3 separate regions of the Mus musculus genome follow, and all the other regions are linked to region 3. Evidence: chromatin contacts called from public HiChIP or PLAC-seq data. All regions are on one chromosome and are shown on one strand. The core of a region is the stretch at or near the end of the contact, and the rest is flanking DNA. Distances in the headings are between cores, read along the strand shown.

What was found. HiChIP or PLAC-seq counts read pairs in DNA pulled down with a chosen protein or histone mark.
Region 1: a contact with region 3 is called in an H3K4me3 HiChIP or PLAC-seq map of embryonic stem cells, with 8 times the contacts expected there. The contact joins the enhancer-like site here to the promoter of Nasp in region 3. A contact is called at or near these places in 2 of 39 promoter capture datasets (the 3T3-L1 cell line and macrophages), 1 of 15 datasets of contacts at CTCF or cohesin (the NIH/3T3 cell line), 6 of 484 Hi-C or Micro-C datasets (Kupffer cells, the N1E-115 cell line, embryonic fibroblasts and 3 more), 8 of 115 datasets of contacts at active chromatin or transcription factors (bone marrow-derived macrophages, embryonic midbrain, embryonic stem cells and 2 more) and 3 of 9 other capture datasets (adipose tissue, liver and pancreatic islet).
Region 2: an H3K4me3 HiChIP or PLAC-seq map of the SCID.adh cell line shows a contact between it and region 3, with 10 read pairs. The contact joins the enhancer-like site here to the promoter of Nasp in region 3. A contact is called at or near these places in 1 of 39 promoter capture datasets (pre-B cells), 1 of 484 Hi-C or Micro-C datasets (CD8 T cells), 3 of 115 datasets of contacts at active chromatin or transcription factors (the SCID.adh cell line, pancreatic cancer cells and trophoblast stem cells) and 3 of 9 other capture datasets (adipose tissue, liver and pancreatic islet).

What each region holds. Positions count from the first base shown.
Region 1 is chr4:116,779,530-116,783,661 of GRCm38.p6, reverse strand. The region is part of intron 4 of Tesk2 (testis-specific kinase 2); the gene reads right to left. Among named protein-coding and RNA genes, the nearest start is that of Toe1, 26 kb to the left of the region's middle. Within about 2 kb of position 1,326, at least 64 of the 459 cell types and tissues checked have an H3K27ac peak or open chromatin away from gene starts, as enhancers often do. A contact at or near this core is called in bone marrow-derived macrophages and embryonic stem cells, where this site is marked.
Region 2 is chr4:116,442,412-116,446,260 of GRCm38.p6, reverse strand. All of the region lies in intron 1 of Mast2 (microtubule associated serine/threonine kinase 2), which reads left to right. Among named protein-coding and RNA genes, the nearest start is that of Mast2, 20 kb to the left of the region's middle. Within about 2 kb of position 2,595, at least 15 of the 459 cell types and tissues checked have an H3K27ac peak or open chromatin away from gene starts, as enhancers often do. A contact at or near this core is called in the SCID.adh cell line and pre-B cells, where this site is marked.
Region 3 is chr4:116,625,280-116,629,424 of GRCm38.p6, reverse strand. Nasp (nuclear autoantigenic sperm protein (histone-binding)) reads left to right here and starts at 1,474. Exons shown (of 16, transcript NM_016777.3): 1 at 1,474-1,535; 2 at 1,996-2,093. The coding sequence starts at 2,035.

The DNA of each region.
Region 1 (4,132 bases), core at 77-2,576, 150 kb before region 3:
CCATGTACCACCACCAGCTCAGCAGGGCAAGATTTTTATAGCTCAGGGATAGGGGCTTCCAAATAGGGGACAGCTGGGCAAAACGCAAGCCTAACAAGTTAGTCATAACGACCTCCCAAAACAAAGACATGATTGTGAAGTAGGCATAACAACCTTTTAAAACAAAGATAGGATTCCAAGATGGTTATAAACTTTTTAAAACAAGACATGTTGGCTATTTCCTGGAACAGGCAGTACAGAACCATTTGTACTTAAGGTTACTAGTGGGGCACACATAGCCCAATCCCTGAGAAACAGGTTTAATGGTAAACAGGAATGAACCTAGTTTGTCTTTACTATAAGATGGCTTTTAAACTGGGTGGCGCACACCTTTAAGCCCAGCACTTGGAAAGCAGAGGCAGGAGGATCTCTCTGAGTTCAAGGCCAACCTGGCCTACAGAGCTAGTCCCAGGACAGCTGCGACTACACAGAGGAATCCTGACTCAGACAACAACAACAACAAAAGATGGCTTATAAGCAGGATCAGCTCATCTAAAGCATCCTAACTTCCCAAGCACACTATGATCTCACCAACTGAAATCCTACCCAAAGCACCCCAAGAGGCACCCTGAGATCTAATCTCAATTCCTTAGCAAGTCTTTGAGGATACAACTTCAGAACCCACCAAAATGGTATATATGGCTATTGTAAATACAATAGTGTGATTCTCTAACCTTCTTTCTCCTATCTCCCTATTAACACCCCCCTCCCCCTTGCTTAAGCCTATGCTAAGATCTCCTTTTAATAAACTCCAACTTTGCTTCATACTGGCTCTTCCTAAAATCCTTTCTGAAGTTAAGTCAAGAATCCTGATTTCACCTGATAATCTTTTATTAAGAAACTCAGGATGCAAAGGGAGACAGTGTGGAGCTGCATCTCCAGCCCCCGGCCCTCCCAGCCCCCCAACTATGACTGAGAATAGGCGTGTTAGCCAAGGAAAAAGAGTCAAAGGCAACTCAGGAATCTCCAGACTGAGACGTTCAGAGCAGCAACAGAAAGACAGCCCAGGATCCTATCTGACCTACTGTGTCAGCAGTAAATGAAAAACTAGTATTGCTGTCAAAATAGCCAAATACAGGCTTGTTGGACCCCTGCTCTTTGGATGGGTCTTCTAAAGAGAGGGGCCTGAGTGCCGGCCTACTTTTCACTGTAGCCTAACAATGCTTTTGTGCTAGCCACTGGATGCTTGTTGGTCAGCTCTCAGCACAAAGGCTAGCAGACATCCCACCCCGCTGGCTTGCTTTAAAGAAGAAAAGAAAGCTTTGTTACTGGCTTGGGTAATTCCAGGACAGGCGCCCCAGGAGCGCCCTGTGGGAGGCTTATGCTCCAAAGGAGCCTCCTGTTCTCAGCTGGAGCATCCATAGCCAGTGGGAAAGCATACATGGGCACATCCGCTGAGACCTGTTTGCCACTGTTCAACGGCCGCTCCAGGAGATTCACTAAAGCCGGCTTGATCGGAGTCAAGAAAGAGAGGACACTAGCTCTGGCTACAAAATAGCTTTTACTAACCCATAACATATTCAGAATAAGTGTTTGAACTTGCTCTGCTTTCCCATATCCTTCTCTTTGTGCAATTTTTATTTGTCCTTCCAAGCTGGCTGGGGCCTTTTCCTGATACTCTTATCTCGTATTTAGTGCCATTTCTGTATCTTGGACATATTTCTACTCCTGCTAAGCACAGTAAAAATCTAATGGTAGAGACCAATTATTTCTGAACTTTCAAACCCAAGGCAAGCAGCGGAGGTGCCTATTTAACAGGATCCAGAAAGATAAACAATGTGACTTTAAATTTTGTTTTGGAAAATGGGTTTTGCTCTACAGCCCTGGGCTTGCTTGGAACTCACTACATACCCAGGACTGGCTATAGTGATCCTGTTATCAAAGCTGTTAGGGTCAGGCCCTAGCAGCTCCAATAACCTAGGATTGACCACCAGTCCTCAATAAAACAGTGAATAGCCAAGAAGAGAGACTTCTTCAAAGTGGCCACGCTGGGAAGAGGAACAAAGAGGTTCAATGACCCTACACACCATTTCCTCCTTTGCCACCCCACTCCCACCACCTCAAGTCCATCTTCTGGTCCTAATATGTGGTTTAGGTTGAAATGAAGGCAGAAGGTATGCAGTCCTGGCCAAGGCACAGTCATACCCACTGGTGACCCACAATGTCTCAGCTCCAGTCTCTACTGCCAGGTGGTTAACAAGTCAGAACTCTCTAGTCTCTTGGGAAACCAGTTCCTCATCCGATGGCACAGAGCTTCTGCCATTTGCTTCTCACAGCAAGAAATTCCTGGGGGCCCAGTGCCTCAATAGTCTTAAAACCATAGGGAGGGGCACAAGTGTCTCTCCTTGAATATCTTTGCTACTAACAAAATAATTACAATCCATTAGCCTCAGGCTCCCAAGAACTAAGATCACAGGTTTGAGCCTCTTTGCCTATATAAATTCACCAATAAACTGTTGAATAAAAAAATTAAATGCACTTAAGTAAAATAGAAGCGGGGGCTAGAGAGATTACTCAGTTCTTAGAACACTAATTGCTCTCTCCCAGAGGACTCATTTGGTTCCCAGAACCAATGTCTGATGAATCACAACTGCCTCTAACTCCAGCTCCAAGGATCCAGCCTTCTTTTGGGCTCTGTGGGCATCCTAACTAACCTATCTGGCATGGATAAACAAGGAAACAAAAATAACAATTTAAAAATAAATGAATAAGCTGTCACTGTCTGCAACACCACAAGGCTTGGGGACCATCACTGAACAGAGGGTGGAAAGACTGTAAGAGCCTAGAGCCATGAGAACTGGAACAAGCCAGTGTCTTTTAGACACAACAGGAATGCTTTGCTCCAGCAGTCACACAAACTGTGGTGCCTCCAAGAACCAGATCAAGCCAGTTAACACTTTAATAATGTGGAGGGAGGAGGGGCTCCTGAGCCCACACCCCTAACTGAGGAACTACTGAAGGTTGATGGCTTCTGGCGGAGAACAGGCAGTTTTTCTTGAAGGGTGTGGCCCTGGTAAATCTGTATTTTAGCAATGGCTCAACGTCTAGGATTAAATGGTTATTATAAATTGTTGAAAATTGTACATATTAACCAAGAATTATTCAATGAGCCTACTCTGGTTAGGGTGTTCTTATCCTAGTCCCATGATTTAAATGTCTCCATTACTGTTTGGAAAATGAGAAACCATTCTAATTATGCCTTTGAGTTCCTGCCATCTTGCCAACCTTCCCACTAAGTGAAAGCCCTCCCACCCAGAGAGAGTGACCTGCACTTCTGTGTACAGCACATCTGGAACCTCACCTGCAGGTTTAGTTCCCTCTTGGCCAGGACTATCTGCATATGGCAATCACATCTCTTTCTCAGTTGATATTTTTCCCCATAGTGCTCTAGAAATAAACTTGTCAGATTCTATATAAACTCAAATTTTATTGCTTGACTTTTAATAATGCAGAGTTTGTCAAATTCAATGCTAAATAAAGTAAAAGTCAATGAATGGTCTAAAAACAAGACATGAGATTGAGAAGTGTAGAGAAATGGGGGGAGGAGCTGGGAGGAGCTATGTTGAGAAGTAACTATGATCGAAATACATTGTATGAAATCCTCAAAGAATAAAAAAAATGAAATAAATTGAAGCAGTTTTAAAGTATTTTGTTTTTTTTTGTTTTTTGGAGACAGGGTTTCTCTGTGTAGCCCTGTCTGTCCTGGAACTCACTTTGTAGACCAGGCTGGCTTCGAACTCAGAAATCCTTCTGCCTTTCTGCCTCCTAAATGCTGGGATTAAAGGTGTGCCCTACCACGCCCGGCTAGGACAATAGATTTTTAAAAAAACTTTTGAGTCTATTAACTTAGCAGGCAAATAGCTTCTACCAATCCAAGAGCTCAGACAGCATCTTGACCCTAGAGCAAAGCCTCCCTCTTCCCTCAATGTCCCTACCTATGATACACCCAAAAATGTATTTTAAACTGGTCTTGATTTATGATTGTCTTTGTTCTGTAAAACTATAAAAACTTTGTGAAAATGCTTCCAGGCTAGGACATAGAATTTAGGGTAACATAAAACATGTTTCTGAGCCATGGTCACTCAAAATGGCT
Region 2 (3,849 bases), core at 1,346-3,845, 180 kb after region 3:
GGTATATTGTGAATAAATGTCAATTTATTCCTTAGGTTATTTCCATCCTTTTTGTTAAAGTGCTACAGTAAATAATCTTAAACTCATCTATCTTTTTTGCACATGTTCTAGAGTTTCTCTTCTTGGGTGCTATTTTCAAATTGTTTTTTATGTGATTATACCAAATATGTGTGTGTTCATATTTATATGTATTCATTTATTTTGAGACAGTCCTGGCAGGCCTAGAATGGAATACGTAGGCCAGGTTGGCCTTGAGCTCACAGAGATCCACCTTTTTCTCTGTCCCCTGTGATCAAAGGTGTGAAATACTATGCCTGGTTTCCAGTTTGTATGTTGTCAATAATGATTCCTTATGTCCTTGTCAACTCCTATCAGGTTATTACTTTTTATTTATTTACTTCCTGAGATTAAACACCATCTTAGTGTTTTTATTTTATTTTTATAATGTGTGCATGTCTGTGTATGTGAGCACAGGCACACATGAAGAGGCATCGGATCCCCCTTGGGCTGAAGTATGGACAGCTGTAGGCCATACAGCATAGGTGCTGGGAGTGGAGCTTGAGTCCTCTGCAAGAGCAGTAGTGGTTCATGCTGCATCCCAGGGTTTTTAAAAACATTTTGCTTTTTTTTGCTTTTTTTTCTATTGCTTGCGTACAATTCTTTATATCATTTAGAAACAGTATGGAGAAAAAGCAGGCTTTGAAGTTAGATTTGAATTCTTTGTAGTGTAATAGGTTTGAATTTGAAATAAAAATGACTGTCTTAGGGCTGAAGAGATAGCTCAGTGGTTAGGAAGGTTTGGAGTGACAGCACCATTGTTAAGAACACTAGCTCCTCTTTCCTAGGAACTGGGTTCAATTCCCAGTACCCACATGATGGATTATGACAACCTCTAACTTTTATTCCAGGGGATCCAATGCTTTCCTTTGACATTAGGGGACACTAGGTATGCATGTGGTACACGTACATATGCATAGGCAAAACCCTGCCTCGAAAGAACCAAAACACCACCACCACCACCACTACAAATCTTAAAAGAGTGAATTAAATAAGAAAACGATGGTCTTATATGCCCCAGTACAGGGGAATGCCAGGGTCAAAAAGTGGGAGTGGGTGGGTAGAGGAGTGGGGGGGGAGGGTATGGGGGACTTTTGGGATAGCATTGGAAATGTAAATGAGGAAAATACCTAATAAAGATTAAAAAAAAAAAGAAAACGATGGTCACCCTGAGCTGCTCTGAGGAGCCTGAAGAGACTCGCAGAGGCTTCGAAGGGGAGATGCAGCAGTAGAGGATGAGCCTGCAGAGTGTGTAGTATCTCCAGAACAAGTGAGAAAAGAAAGGTCTTATAGGAAGATGCTTTTAAACGAGCCTCCCCGCCCCCATGTGTGGACAGGGGGATATATTGTGGGGCACGTGACTTACTACAGCTTCCATGATGAGATGATTTTCTGTGTTTTTGTTGTTTGTGTGTATTTTTTATTTTATGGGGGAGGTTGCAAGAGTGAAAGGCCGATATGAGTGGATGGGGAGATGATACAAGAGTGCATGATATGAAACTCACGAAGAATAAATAAAAAGAAAAAAGTGGCTTCATGGAGAAAAAGATGTCAGAGAGAAGCAGAACTAGAGACATAGCAGCAGCTGTGTGGGTGACTGGTATGGGTGATAGGAACATGGACGGCTACTGGGGACAAAAGAGGATGTCACTGGTGGAGTAGAGTTGGTGGTCCTTGCCTGCCGAGAGACCTGCACTACCACTGGCCACTGCTGTTGCTGCCTGGTTGCTTACTTGCCTGCTAGTCCTGCTGGGGTTTGACGAGTGAGGGCCCACAACACAGCTCATAGGATGCAAGCACAGTGGTCTTGCCCAGGGACCCACTGTAGTGGCTGATGCCGAGAGCAGGGAGGTATGTAGTGGCCTTCTTCCCCTTAATGCATTGCCCTGTTGCAAGATCACCCTGACTTTGGCCAACAACAGGATATCCAAGATGAGTCTCAGTGATAGTCCAGAATTTAATGTTACTTTAGAAATCTTGAAGCAGACCAATGACTCATTGCAATAAGCATTTGCATGTAAAGCTGCTTGGGCAAAAAAAATATAATGTGTGATATCCAGCAGTTTGCAGTGCCACTTCAGTAAGTGAAGGTGTGATAGAGATGGGAAGATGATGGAGTGTTGGTTGGGGAGCGGCACAGGTATTTGTGGCAGAGAGAGGTGACAGATATGGGAGTGTAGCCAGTAGACCAAGGAGCATGTTATTGCCAAGTAGGGCAGAGTGGTGTACAGCAGCTTGGAGCTCGAACAGGTTCTGCCCCTGTACTCGCTGCCCATCCACACAATTACCTTGGCTCTGAGTAACAAGGAATCTGAGCTGAAGAATGAATGGTTCATTTTCTGGATTACGCCTCTTCTAATCAAAAGATCTCCATGCTGCTGTCCTTGGTCCATGCTGCTGCCTGGGGTCATGTTGATGTTTGTGGTCAATACTGCTGCCTGAGACCACGTCGATGTCTATGATCAGGGCTCTCACAGAAACCATGTTGATTTGCTTTGAGTGCTGCCACCTGAGGTCATGTAGATGTCTGTGGTTCTGTGCTTCTGCCTGAAGCCATCTTGATGGCTGTGGTCCATGCTGCTACCAGAAACCATGTGGGAAGTCCATGATCTGTGCTGCCACAGGCTGTATGGGCAAGGAAGCTTCTTTTGAAGTGGTATTGACAGTTGCAGGCTTCTAACTGAGAGACATTGTAGGCTTCTGTGACAATCCTCTTTTTAAAAAGTCCCCTTAAAGAAACAGTCCAGACAGGAAACTATTGAAGAAAGTCTAGAAAAATTGTGATTAAAATGCTGAGGTGTAGCTCTCCACAGTTGGTGGCTTCTAATTGGGGTGGGGTGGGGGTGGGAAAGGACTCATTTATCTTTAAGGGGCTGGCCACTGGGAGTTTGACCATGCTCCAATGAGTATACCGGCAACACACATTGGACCTGGTGTTTTGTTTTTTTTTTTTGGTCAGGGAGGGCTCAAGGGTAAGGTAGGTTGGTGGACCTTGGAGGATTATAAAGCAAGTGTGATCAGAGTGCATTGTATGAAATTACTCAATAGTTTATAAAAATATTATGCTTACAAAAGTATTAATGCTGTGAGAAAAAGAGTGAATTTAACCACATAACTTTAAATGTTAAAAAAAAAACATTATAAGTTCCCCAATATATAGGAAAAAAATCTCATAAGGCTTTGTCTGTTTTATTAATTTTTTATATTACTTAATTTCTTAGATTGCATTTTTCTCTATAAGTTTTTCTTGAGCTTTCTTTTTCCATTTATGAATTTTATAGTTCTGATTTATGCTTTATATCATAAATATTTAAAATTTTCATTTGGGAATATATTTGTTGTGTTGTGTTTGTGCAGTGTATGTACTAGCTGGTGTAGGTGTATTGTGAGGTCAGAGATAGATGTTAGCTGCCTCTTATCAGTTTTGACCTTTATTTTTTGAGACAGGGTCACTCACTGAACCCTAAGCTTGATTTGACAGAGAAGATGGCCAGTGAACCTCATGGATCCACCTGTCTCTGTTCCTGTCCCTTCCTACCTAACTAATGTTGTGTTTGTAATTTTGGAGCCTGGCTTTTTATTTGTTTGGTTTCTATTCTGTGTTCTAATTCAGTTTCTTTTCTTTTATCCAGTTCTAAAAGTCTCTATCCCTTCATCTCCCATAGGCTCATGTTGCTTTGGCTGTCTAGGAAGTTACTATGTCAGAGGTTCTCAACCTGTGGTTGAAGGACCCATTCACAGCTGTTGCCAAAGACCAACAGAAAACACAAGATATTTACACTACAATTTGTA
Region 3 (4,145 bases), core at 225-2,724:
GGCTGTCCTGGAACTCACTCTGTAGACCAGGCTGGCTTCGAACTCCCAAGTGCTGGGACTAAAGGCATGTGCCACCACTGCCGGACAAAATTTTTTTTTTTTTTTGGAAACAAGATCTCACTATGAAGCCTTGGCTGTGTTGGAATTCCTTACATAGATTAGGTTGCCTCAACAGCTTCTGCCTTTGGAGTGCTGAAACAGGTGTGCTGTCTTAGAACTAGCTCTGTAAAACATTCTGGGTTCAAATCCAGGGAGACCAGTCTGCCTCCTGAGTGCTGAGATTAAAGGTGTGTGCTAGGACTGGAGAGATGGCTCACCGGTTAAAGAGCACTGGCTATTCTTGGAGAGGAACAAACTATCTGTAGTTCTTGTTCCAAGGGTTCAGACACCCTTACACAGACATACATGCAGACAAGATACCAATGTACATGAAATACAACTAAATAAATTATAAAGGTGTGTGCCATCATACCCAAGTTATTTTTTTTTTAAGATTTATTTATTTATTATATGTAAGTACACTGTAGCTGTCTTCAGACACTCCAGAAGAGGGCGTCAGATCTTGTTACAGATGGTTGTGAGCCACCATGTGGTTGCTGGGATTTGAACTTCAGACCTTTGGAAGAGCAGTCGGGTGCTCTTACCCACTGAGCCATCTCACCAGCCCCCCCCAAGTTATTTTTTAAAGGAACCCACTTATTTCTATTTATCCATTTTTAGTTCTTTTTTTTTTTTTTCATTTTGTGTGAATAAATGCTTTACCTACATCCATGTCTGTGCACCATATGCATGCCTGGAGCTTAACGAAGTGGTGAGGCGCCTTGTGGGTGCTGGGAATTGAAACAGGATCCTTTGCAAGAATAACAAGTGCTCCTAACCTCCTAGCGAATTTTCCAGCCACATTTACTTTTATTTAATGTGTATGAGTGTATCTGCATACATAAATGTGTACCATGTGTGTGCCTAGTGGCTCTGGTGGTCACAGGAAGGCATTGATTGAATGCCCTTGAACTGGAGTTACAAAAGGTTGTAAAAGAAGGCGTGTGTGGTGCTGCTCACCTGTAATCCCAGCCCTCGCAATCACAGGCAGGCAGATGTCTGTGGGTTAGAGATCAGTGGGTCTAAATAGCAAGTTTCAGGCTAGCCAGGGATAGACTGTAAGTCCCTACCTAATATATATGAAAGAAAAAAAAAGAGAGACAGCTAAAATATTTAAAGTGTTTTAAGTACAGGATTTAACTTAACAACTTGGACGTGGGTAAAGTAAGATGATGGCAGCAACGGATTGGATCAGTCAAAGGCGGTGGATCTAAACACCCGCATCCCTTTGCCCCTCTAAGAGTTTTGAATCAAGCGCGATAGTTTTATCTGTAGCCAATCCTAGAGCAGCATCTTGTTTCGTCAGTAGTTGCTGAGGCCCAGAGCCACGCGTCTGTCTGGTCAGTTCTAGCCGTTGCTGCTGTACTCGTGCTCAGCTCTTGCGTTTCCATCCGTTAAGACTGAGAGGACATAGGGAATACCTGTCACCTTCTCGGGTATCCCCGTCAGAAAGACACCTTCGGGACTACTTTTTCCACAGTCGCAGAGACTCACTGGCTCCACTTAATTGTGGAATCTCTAGGCTGGCTCCCATTCAGAAGTTGTAGTACTGAGATTTTGCTTCTATCACGACTAGCCACAGAAGCAGGAAATTGTTTGATTTTTGTTTTCTTTTTCCTTTCTATCTTACTTTCTTTTTCTTTTTTTCTTTTTTTAAGGAAAAACGGGCTAGGGCGGGAAGATACCCAAACGGGAAGGGATACAGGGCTGTGTCCTTGTGACAGAAAGGTGTTGAGTCCTAGTCCTTTAAATCCGAGGGGGGAGGATCCGGAAGTGGATGGGCGGGACAAGGGACCTGGTATATAAGAGGGCCTCAACCGCGCGGGGTCTCCAATCTGCCATTTTCTCTACCTGAGTGAGTCTCTGCTGTCCGGAATTCTCTGGTTTTCTTCGCAGGCAGTGTTCTGCCCACTGGCCCACCACCTCAGGGGAACGATGGCCACAGAGTCTACAGCCGCTGCTGCCATCGCCGCGGAGCTGGTTTCCGCTGACAAGTAAGCGGGACTGTGGCGAGCTTGAGGCCAGTCCTCAGGGAGAGTCCGGGGACTTGGCTTCCCGGGCGGGACGGGCTGGTGGGTGGGACAGCTGCCTTCCCCGGAACAACGGCGGCCGTGCGGAGAGGGTTGCTCTGTGGAGAAGCCCTACTTGCGAAGAGCTGGCGCGCCAGCGGTAACGGCGGGTGGCTGGCGCCCCCTGCCCGGCTTTTCACGGCCGCCATCTTGCCGGGGGCAGCGGTGGCTGGCTCCATCGCCGGCCCCTTTTTTCCACCCCTTGCCCGAGGTTGCCGGTAGGTAGGCGGGGCCCGGCTCCAGTCGGTCCTTGAGCCCCTCCTGATCGCGCACTCCTAGGGTGCGTCTCTGTAGAGAGTCTGTAGACGTACCGAGAAATTGGCCAACAGATTTGGCGCCAAAAAAAAAAAAAAAAAAAAAAAACCCACACGAGGATGGAGGCTTGGAACAGGGGACGCGGGTGGGTGGGGCCTCTCAGAGGGCGGGGCTTTGCACGCTGATCGTCGTAGTTTTGGCTCTTAGGAGTGGGCGGGGCCTGTAGGAGGCGGGAAAACTCCATTGTTTGGAGTGGATGCTGCTTTTGCCGGGTCGGTGGGGCGCAATGAATTTTATTATATACTCACTACCAGGTTTACAGTAATCTTGAGGGTGGCTACGGGACTGAAGCTTTGTAACTCTTAACCTTTGCGGAGAAGTGTCTTGATTCGTTAGGTTTTCGGTATGTGGGACGGGGATTTTGTTGCTTCAAGGGACACTTTACTTGCGTAGTGTCTTCGGTAAAGGCTGTATGTAGCTATCAGTCTAGTGTTTACTTGCTAGATGAGTTTGCTAAGCGAAAGGACCCCAAAGGAGGAATGCTTGATTTGAGAGCTTTAAAGTGCTAATCTAACTTGATCTCTCCCATATGCACAGAAGCATTCATCAGTTCGAGGAAAGAAGTTATTTTCCATACAGGTTCGATTTTCCAGTTTACCTTGCCTTTTTTAGGTCCTGGATTCTATTTTTTTCTGTCCCTTGAGCATTTTTTTTTTTTTTAACCAAGTTTTGCCTTGGGTAAAAGTAAAGGTGTCTGTGAGATATTTGATTGGTTTTTCTATAGGTTTATGTTTTAGATGACGTTTCACTCCGTACAGTTTACCCTATCACCTTTTGGTTCCTTTCCTAGTGGGTTCTTGAAAATCAGTGGGTCTCTAACCACTCAACCATTTGGGAAAGTGCAGTTTTACCCTCAGATTCCACTTTCCTAGGTCCTCTTCATTGATATTTTTAGGGCCAGAGTAGATTAAGTTTAGGAATTCGGTAGAAACTCCATTTCTGGTGCTTTCTGAACAGCTGCTTGTATTACGTTGGGGATCCCTTTCCTTCCAGTACTTTACAGTTTGGGAATGCCTAGCATCTCCTCAGATTTCCAAACTGTGTTTTTTGTTTTTCTGTGTAGTCCTGGCTGCCTTGGCCTCCCAAGTGCTGGGATTAAAGGAGTATACCACAACCTTCAGCCTTTTTTTGTTTTTGTTTTTGTTTTTTTTTAGAGACAGGGTTTCTCTGTGTAGCCCTGGCTGTCCTAGAACTCATTGTGTGGACCATGCTGGCCTCAAACTCAGAAATCCTCCTGCCTCTGCCTCCCAAGTGCTGGGATTAAAGGTGTGCCCCACCTCTGCCTGGCCAGCTGCTCTAAGATTTATTTATTTTATGTCTGAAAGTACATAAGCTATCTGTAAGCTATATGTACAATATAGCTATACAGATGGTTGTGAGCCTTCACATGGTTGTTGGGAATTGAATTTTTAGGATTTCTGCTCGCTCTGGTCAACTCCACTCCCTCAGCCCCTGCTTGCTCTGGCCCAAAGATTTATTATTATACATAGACACTGTAGCTGACTTCAGACCATCAGAAGAGGGAGATAGATCTCATTACAGATGGTTGTGAGCCACCACATGGTTACTGGGATTTGAACTCAGGACCTTCAGAAGAGCAGTCAGTGCTCTTACCCACTGAGCCAGCTTGCCAGTTCCCAGCTTTTTTTTTTTTTTTTTAAA